Linked DNA regions of Mus musculus: all the other regions are linked to region 1. A link is a contact called in public HiCAR-type and capture Hi-C data. All regions are on one chromosome and are shown on one strand. The core of a region is the stretch at or near the end of the contact, and the rest is flanking DNA. Distances in the headings are between cores, read along the strand shown. Region 1 holds the start of Nop58 (NOP58 ribonucleoprotein). Region 2 holds the start of Abi2 (abl-interactor 2). Region 3 holds the start of Casp8 (caspase 8).

Evidence for each region. HiCAR-type assays count read pairs that join an accessible place to other places. Capture Hi-C pulls out chosen DNA fragments and counts their contacts.
Region 2: a HiCAR-type map of astrocytes shows a contact between it and region 1, with 2.1 times the contacts expected there. The contact joins the promoter of Abi2 here to the promoter of Nop58 in region 1. A contact is called at or near these places in 3 of 39 promoter capture datasets (the HPC-7 cell line, cranial neural crest and pre-B cells) and 2 of 115 datasets of contacts at active chromatin or transcription factors (astrocytes and bone marrow-derived macrophages).
Region 3: a contact with region 1 is called in a capture Hi-C map of macrophages, with 4 times the contacts expected there. The contact joins the promoter of Casp8 here to the promoter of Nop58 in region 1. A contact is called at or near these places in 5 of 39 promoter capture datasets (the HPC-7 cell line, frontonasal cranial neural crest, hematopoietic stem and progenitor cells and 2 more), 1 of 484 Hi-C or Micro-C datasets (B cells), 8 of 115 datasets of contacts at active chromatin or transcription factors (the SCID.adh cell line, bone marrow-derived macrophages, effector CD8 T cells and 5 more) and 4 of 9 other capture datasets (adipose tissue, liver, macrophages and 1 more).

Annotation. Positions count from the first base shown.
Region 1 is chr1:59,683,414-59,686,441 of GRCm38.p6, forward strand. Nop58 (NOP58 ribonucleoprotein) reads left to right here and starts at 1,593. Exons shown (of 15, transcript NM_018868.2): 1 at 1,593-1,813. The coding sequence starts at 1,769.
Region 2 is chr1:60,407,886-60,410,947 of GRCm38.p6, forward strand. It overlaps Abi2 (abl-interactor 2), which reads left to right and starts at 1,734. Exons shown (of 12, transcript NM_001198570.1): 1 at 1,734-2,034. The coding sequence starts at 1,918.
Region 3 is chr1:58,793,864-58,796,812 of GRCm38.p6, forward strand. Casp8 (caspase 8) reads left to right here and starts at 1,511. Exons shown (of 9, transcript NM_009812.2): 1 at 1,511-1,875.

The DNA of each region.
Region 1 (3,028 bases), core at 343-2,842:
ATTTGTATTAAGTACACAAGACATTAAATAGTTGGAGTTAAATATATGAAGAGACATGTGCTTCTGGCTCATCCATCTGGCTCTATGTTCTTTTCCCAAATCAAGCTATTATGGTGCTATCTCTGCCCCATTGTACTGTTGTTCTCTTCTTCTATTGCTTTCTCTTGTCTCCCTAAATATGGTAAATGTAACTGTAGCTATAATCAATTCTGCTCTTGCCTGCAGCCCTAGGAATCCCCTTGTATTCCCCATATGTCCATCTTTTCTGCTGTCCAAACAAGGATACTCTTTCCTCTTCATTCATACTGTAAAAGTGTTACAGAACGTCAAGTTGGTTAATCTTCCACAGTTTTCTGTAGATCCAAAATTAATGTTTAGAACTAGGCAACTAGGAACGTTCTACAGCTATTGGAAGCTAGATTTGTGAAGAACTGGGGTATTTAAATCTTGTCATTGAAAGTACATAGCCACACAGATATATCTAATCTTAGCACTCTGAAGGCTGAGGCAGGAGGACAATGATTCAAGGCCAACCTGGTCTAGATACTGAGGTCCTTTTTCAAAAAGCCAAAGCAAGGCTAGGGATATGGCTCAGTTAGTAGAGTGCTTGCCTACCATGTATGGAACCCAACCTTTGGTTCCATCCCCAGCACCAATAAAGTTGGTGTGGTGGCATATGCCTGTAACCTCACTACTGTGGAGGTGGGGGTGGGAGGACCTCTATGACTCAAACTTCTCTGGTCTACCTAGTTACAAGAGATAGTTACAAGGCTACATGGAGACCTTGTCTCAAACAAACAAATTGTTTTTGAGCAAGGTCATTCTCTACTTCCTACTGAGTTTGAGGCTAGTCTAAGATACATAAGACTTTGTTTTAAAGTAAATCCAGCCACTGAGGCTGAAAGTTTCCATAAAAGAAATTACATTGAGACATACATAAATTCATACCTTGGAATCATTTTAAACACAACCCTTCCCGCCTCCGAAAATATCTATATTTATAGCTATAAAAGAAATCTTTGCTAAAAACCTGTTTGACCAGAGAAGAACCACCAGGAAATGTTGCTGGTTATAAAAGTTTGCTTCCCTTGCAGAGGACCTGGTTGGGTTCCCAGCACCAACGTGACGGCTTACAATTGCCTACAACTCCGGTTCCAGGTCAGATCCCGTGGAACTCACTGATGGGACCCGAGTGCACGTCCTCATCAAGAAAAAGTGTTCTGTGTTGTTTTAAAATAAAATGTCCTTTACATGGCGGGGCGGGGCATAGCATAATGTGTTGTAAATCGTTTTGTGTGCTGTAAATTATACACATGTAATTTATATATTATATATAATACAAAATATAATGTACACAGAACTTTTTCTTCTTTACATGACCTAATAAACTGACAGCTTCCAGCCACAGTCCAAAACTTAAAAAAAAAAAAAAAAAAAAAGTCTCGCGATATTTTAAGGCCGTCTCTTTCCGGATTCTACTGTGGGCGGGAAAAACCCGGAAATGATCTCACGCTCTGCGGCATTGAGCGACCAGAAGTGACGTTACTTCCCAGAATTCTTAGAGAAGGAGACTCGCATATTTGCTGCTCCACGAGGAGAGGTGTGGAGCGGCTGAGCAACGTGGTCTGTTCGTCCGCGGGGAGGCGACGGCGTTTGCGCTCCCCCGCGTCCAAGGCCTAGCGGGTCTTCAGCGACTGAAAGGTAGTCATTTGCAGTGGCGTAAGGGCTCGCGGCTAGCCGCGTAGCGCCGCCCTGACCTGGTCTCATCATGTTGGTCCTGTTTGAAACGTCCGTTGGCTACGCCATCTTTAAGGTAGGTGAGATGGAGTTGTTGAGCTAAGAGGCTTATGTGGGACAGAGAGCTGGGTAAGATTTAAGGAGAGACGAACAACGGAACACATTTTAGTGTCTTCAAGTCCCCGGGCTCCGAAAAGATGTGAAAAATCAAGAGCCCGCTGGTTCAGGTGAACACGTGGCTTCTCCGAATTTAGGGCGACCTCTGCTTTACTCAGTTTAAAAAATGGGCAGGACCCTTTTTTACAAGTGACAATAAAGCGTTCATTTAATCACCTGAGGCTTTGTACATGTTAGATCAGCGCCCTGTCACCTAGTTACACCTCCAATCCAAGATCGGTTTAATGTTTATCTAATTTATGTATATGAGTACCCTATAGCTGTCAACAGACACACCAGAAGAGGGCTACAGATCCCATTACAGATGGTTGTGAGCCACCATGTGGTTGCTGGGATTTGAACTAGGACTTCTGGAGGAGCAGTCAGTGCTCTTAACCGCCGAGTTATCGCTCCAGCCTCAGATATTTATTTTGGGCTTTTCCAGATAGGGTTTCACTGTGCTGCTCAGGCTTTCCAGGAATTCCCTCTGTAGACCTGGCTAGCCTTGAACTCAGAGATCCACCTACCTCTGCGTCCTGAGTACTGGGATTAAAGGTGTGCATCATCACCGCCAGACTCTATTTACTTTTGAGGCAGGCTTTCCCTATGTAGGCTTGGCTGGCCCCTAACATTTCATTTATATTTAACTAGATTAAAGCTGGGGTCCAAGATCAGGGTCCTTCCAGGCATGATTGGAAGGTTTTGAGTAGTGAGTGGCTTTGTTTTTCCAAGACAGTTGTTCTCTGTGTAGTTCTGGCTGTCCTGGAACTCACTCTTTAGACCAGGCTGGCCTCGAACCCAGAAATCCGCCTGCCTCAGCCTCCCAAGTGCTGGGATTAAAGGCGTGGGCCACCACCGCCCAGCTATAGTTTGTTTTCTTTAAAGATTATTTTACTATGTGATGATAACAGGAGGAGGAGGAAGGTATACTGTGCTTTAATGTAGACAACATGAATGTTGTTAGGTCTCAGGACAAATGCTGAGGTGCTTATTATCATGGCAAGGCTGACTGGGCTGTACATTCTTCAGCCCAGAAACTGAGCTGGAACCCTTTCCCCAGCTTCATTGATTCCTGTATAACCAAGCCAGCTATACAGCTTTCTCTTGGTCTTCTGTTTTCTGTTGCTCTCTTCTT
Region 2 (3,062 bases), core at 484-2,983, 720 kb after region 1:
CTCCCCTATTTCCTTTAAGATGAAAACTACAATTTTTACATTAACAAACTTTTAAAAACATTTTCTTGTTTATGTGTGTGTTTCTATCTGAGTGTATGGCACATGAGTGCAGGTACCAGTGAATGACAAGTCAGGGTGTTGTATCTCCTGCAGTGATTGTGAACAGCATGACACGGATGTTGGGAGCCAAACTCTGATCCGCTGGAAGAACAGTGTGTGCTCTCACGGCTGAACCATCTCTCCAGACCCATCAACACAGTTTTTTGATTTACTGGTTTGTATAAGAGTCTGATCTGATGTTTGTTTTCTTCACCTGTTTGTACCTCATTTCCTGAAACAAGTGCATGTGTCTATACATAACTATCCCCCTCCACACACTTTAGGCTTCTCTTCTTTTTCCACACATAGTTAAACTCAGCTACAAACCCCAGCTCTCCCTTTTGTTTTTAACAAGCTTCTCACACTTAGAACATTCACACTAAGACAGGTGTTTAAAGTGCTGAACAATAGATCCAGGTGGACCACATCATCATTTAAAAATACTGTTTTAGGCTCTGCGGCAAAAGCTCACGCATATTGGTAATGTATTTATCATAAAGCCAACGTAACAACACAGGGTTTACTCCACAAATATGTGAGCGAGTGCATTTGATTTTTTTCTAGGAATGTATAATCGTTCCCTCATCATCTGAAATTTGATCACAGGAGGCCAAGTGACAGCAAGAGCAATAAAAGTTGAAACCACAAATCCTAAACTCTAAACCCCTCTAAGATGGTGGGTGCCCTTTGGGTTTCCACAGAACTAACAAAGATTGTGGTCTTGATATCACAGAAGGTGTCAGTTTTATTTATTTTTTTCAAGTTTCACGGTGTGGGCCAATCATATTTATGAAAAAAGATTAGATATCTGGATAACAAGACCAGGATGAACGTCCTTGAATTTGTAGTACTTAATCTGAAAAAAACGCACGTTTGTCATTGTTCGTTTAATCTTATTCATGCTACAACCATGTGAATAAATAAAATAGTACCAGCAAAACCACCATCGAAATTTTAAAAAAAGTGAAGTGAGGAGGAGGCCCAGGCTGGGCAACCACAGCATGTGGCTGTAATTCCAGTCAGCCCGGTCTATACAGGAGACCATGCCAAGAAGAAAGAGAGGACAGGACAGGGGACGGAAGGGAGTGAATGAATGAATGAATGAATGAACGAACGAATAGGTTTGGGACTAGGTAACTGCAATTTGTAAAGAAGCCGATGAGGTTCAAGGTGGTATTTAGAGCTGCCTGGAAGTTCAGTGGCTCTGCCTGTTCGGATGAGGTGTTATCTTTCACAGAGCTTGTGAAGACACTGTGTCCTCTCCCTAGGCGAGCTTCCTCAGGCAGATGACCTCCGCAGGGTTCCGGCCCCGGGTGAAGTGCAGAGGTGAAGATGGGGGGCGGCGGCGTGAAGCAGCAGGGAGCAGAGGTGCATTCCCGCCCGGCTAACAAAGGCTGCTGAGGACTCCCAGACCCAGGAAGGCCGCGCGGGGCCGAAGGGTTAACCCAGAGCCCCGCTCCCGCGCGCATCCCGGCCCCCGCCCTCCCGTCGCTAGGAGACGCCGGAAGTGGGGGAGGGGCGGCGCGGGTGGGAATCTTTTTCGGGCGCTGGGGGCGGGTGGAGGGGAGCGCGCGTGCGCGCGCCCGTCGCCGCGGTGACCGTCCTCGCGGCCCGTCGGCTCGCGCCCCGCCTCCATTCCCCTCCGCCCCCTCCCTCGTCGCGCGCCGTAGGGTGTGTGTGGGGGGGTAGCCGCTCGCTCCTCCCGATTCCCGCCGCGTCCGCCGCTGCTCCTCCTCTCCCGGGCGTCGCGGCCGCTGCCTCTGCGGGCTGTATGAGGAGGAGTAGGAGGAGGAGGAGGAGGAAGAGAAGGATGTGAAGATGGCGGAGCTGCAGATGCTGCTGGAAGAGGAAATCCCGGGGGGCCGCCGGGCTCTCTTCGACAGCTACACGAATCTGGAGCGGGTGGCCGACTACTGCGAGAATAACTACATCCAGGTGCGATGCGACGCGGCCCCTCGCGCGGCTCGGCGCGGCAGGACGCGGGCTGTGAGGGGCGCGCGGGGCGATGGCGAGCGGGGGAGGCCGCGCGGTGCTCGGTCCAGGGAGCCGCGCCGGGGTAGGGACAGGGCGAGGGCGGCGGCTGCAGGGAGCGAGGGTCGCCACCAGGCCCCAGCAGCCCCGTGCGAGTGACCGGTGCGGTGCCGTGCGGTGCGTGGCGTCCCGCCCCCTCGCCTCTGCCCCGTCGCCCCCGCAGTCCTCTCCTGTCAGTGTTCCGGATGGCGGGGGAGGTGGCGAGTGGCGTTTTCTGTCTAACGGGATCTTGCTCGATGGCAGGCTTGTGTGACAGAGGGATAGGTTACCCCCTGCCCAAATTCCGAGGGACCCCCTTTTTATTAAGGGGTCCTTTTTCTGCAAAGTGAAATGCCTCACTTCTCCATTCCTGCGAATGTACCCTGAAGACAAAACAAAAATTCTTAACCCTTAAGTTTAAACATTTTTAAAATGTAAAAGGGGCATGGTGGAACGGCTGTCTCTTATTGCAAGTTAATACCATTTTTTTTTTCTCCTCCCTGTGGAGAATGGGAAACTGATAATGAGCTGCCTTTCCTTCTCAGGTCTCGTTAGAATAGGTAATTTTCCTTTGGGGAAAAAAGAACTATGACTATTTTCACAAAGAATTAGGGAAACGAACCACATGGTTTAGTTTTTTTCCCATGATGATTGGTTTGGCCCAGGGACTTCAGTGTATGTGTGTGTAGGAAGGTGAGAAGTGTGTGTGGGGCGGGGCATTGGTGAGATGAGAACCAGCTGGTCATGGGATAAATGTAAAAATTTTGTGAAGCAACACTTTAAAAATTAACTCATGGTATGCAAATCCAGTATCTCTTGTTTTCCGTAGGGCTTATACTGAATTACAGGTTGTGTCTACATTTTTTTTACTCCCGTTTAAATTCTTTGGATAAAATGGAATGGAAGCGTGATGCTTAAACTGTTAGCTGTATTTTAATGTTCTTGTCCCTACT
Region 3 (2,949 bases), core at 261-2,760, 890 kb before region 1:
ATAAAAACAGGCAGGTTGATCAATGGGATGGAATTGAAGACCCAGATGTAAATCCACCTATGGACACCTGAGTTTTTATAAAGAAATCCAGAATTATTCAATGGAAAAAAGAAAGCATCTTTAACAAATGGTGCTGGTCTAACTGGATATAGATCTATATCTACCACCCTGACTGCACAAAACTCTAGTCCAAGTGTATCAAGAACCTCAACATAAAACCAGATACACTAAACAAAGAAGAGATAAAGAAAATGTGGTATATTTACACAATGGAGAATTATTCAGAGTTAAAAAAACAAGACAAAACAACCAAACAAACAACCCCTAACATCATGAAATTTGCCAGCAAATGGATGGAACCAGAAAACAAAAACAAAAACAAAAACCTATCCTGAGTGGGGTAACTCAGACCCAGAAAGACAAGCATGGTACGTACTCACTTATAAGCAGACATTAGCTATAAATTACAAGATAATCATGCTACAATCCACAGACCCAGAGAGGCTAAGTAACAAGGAGCCATCTCCCTAGGAGGGAGAAATAGAGTAGGTATCATGGGATTGGAACTGGGGGCATGTGGGGATGGGAGCAGAGGGATCAGGTTGGGCGAGGATGGAGGGAGAGAGTATGGCAGAGAAGACTGGAATGTGGGGGCTAGAAACCTATCAGGGTGACCCTTGCTATGACTCCTAGTAATGAGGGGTTTGGAGCTGTCTGCTGTAGCCAGGCAAGCCTTCCAGTGGAGAGACTGGGACACCAACTCAGACCCCAAACCTCTGACCTACCATTTATCCTGCCTGCAGGATGTGCTGGAGAAAAGATGGCACAGAACTTGTGGGAGTCTCCATCCAATTACTAGTCTCTCTTGAGACTTGTGCCACAAGAGGGAGGCCACCTCTGACACTGAATTCATGGAGGTCAGGAACAAGAGGCTGGATGCCCCAGACAGCTAAGATAGAACTGAACATGACCAAAAAAAAAAAAAAAAAAAAAAAAAAGCATGAAATGTTTTCTAATCATATTCTGCCATACTTGTAGACAGAAATCTAACATAGTCGCCATCAGAGAGGCCTACAGCCACACAATAGGCAGAGCTTGGGGAATCCTACAGGATATGGGGAGGAAGGATTGTAGGAATCAGAGCTCAAGGGCACCACAAGAAAACTCACAGAATCAACTAACCTGGCCTCATAGGCACTCACAGAGACTGAACCAACAATCAGCGATCCTGATGGATCTGACCTAGGCCCTCAGCATAGCTGGTTGTTTGGTTCAGTGTGAAATCACTTTCTTCTTGTAGTTGGCTCCTTTAAACTTTGTGTGTGTGTGTGTGTGTGTGTGTGTGTGTGTGTGTGTGTGTGTTCGTTCGTTCATTCCATTAGCTCTGGTTCCACTGTCTCTGGGATAGCCTGGAACTTGCTTGTTCTAATCTTCCTGTCCCTACCTCCGAGAGTGCTGACATTTCTAGAGCAGAGGGTTTCTGCGTGAAAGGAGGTGTGGTTGGACTGGGGGAATAAGGAAGTGTCCTCCAGAACTGGCGGGAGCTCTTAAGGCGGGCAGAAAGCGAAGCAGCCTATGGCCTCTAGGGCTGGCACCAGGATGCCACCTCTAATGATTAACTCAAACGCCTCTAAACATTCGGAGGCATTTCTGTCCCCTATGCCCTAGTTCTCTCAGTTGTCTTTCATTCTGACTTCGGTGCTTAAAAGTCCAGCTTCTCGGAATCGGTAGCAAACCTCTGTGAGCCGGCGTGGAACAGGAAGTGAGTACAGTTCTGGGGAGCGCCGGCCCGGGCTGGAGGCTCGGAAAGCCCAAGCCAGCGGAGGCCTCGCCCGAGCTGGAGTTGTGACCGGCGCGGCAGGTACTCGGCCACAGGTGAGTGCTGCAGAGCAGTCGGGTTCCTTTCCCACCAGCGGGCCGAGATCCCACCGGTGGGTGTCGATCTCGCGTGGCGCTCCCCGAAATGCAGCCATCGGGGTGCCGTCGCCGCCTCTCCAGAAAACTTTATTGGACTTCTTAGGCTTACTTTCTTTGTAGTTTGGCTCAGGACCTGGAGCTGAGTTAATCCTCCGGGGAGTCCTCTAGCTTGAGCTGCGTTTCCTCCGGCGATTTTCGTGCTCTTCCCAACTCAGACGTCCATCAACTCTAATCCCAAATTCTCTCTTCCTTTCTCCTTCTCCTCCAACATCTCCCCTCCCTTTTTCTCTCCCTCTTCTTCTCTTTGCCTTCTCCTCTCCCTCCCTCTCCTCTTCCTCTCTCCCTCCCTCCCTCTGTCCCTCTTTGGTTTCATGATTTCCTGCAGAAGCTCAGGCTTCTTGAACTTACGACCTTGCTTCCACCTCCTGAGTGCTGGCAGTACAGGGGGTGGGGGGTCGTAGGGCACTAGCTCTGCACTTAAAACACCAACCCCCCACCCCCTCACCCCAACCCCCACAGAGAGGGGATGAGAGAGGAGGGAGGGAGGGGGCTACAGGTGACCTGAGGCCGGTAATTCCTCTACGTGCTAAGCAGTTGTAAGGGTGACTGGCTTGTTAAGTACCTGTAAGGAATTATCATACAGTCATATTTCTGTTTCTTCTTTCTTTCTTTCTTTCTTTCTTTCTTTCTTTCTTTCTTTCTTTCTTTCTTTCTTTCTTTCTTTCTCTCTCTCTCTCTCTCTCTCTCTCTCTCTCTCTTTCTTTCTCTTTCTTTCTTTCCTTCCTTCCTTCCTTTCTTTTCTTTTCTTTTCTTTTCTTTTCTTTTCTTTTTTCTTTCTTTTTTTTCTTTTTCTTTTTTGTCTTTTTAAAGGGAGTCCTCTAAGTGCCTTCTGCTTGGCTAGGTCTCAGTTTCATTCTTTAAAAAATTATTTATTTCTATTTTAATTTCATGAGTATGAGTATTTTGCCTGCATGTATGTATGTGCACCTGGTACTGGGCGGGGGGGGGGGGGGTGGCGGCACAGATTCCTTG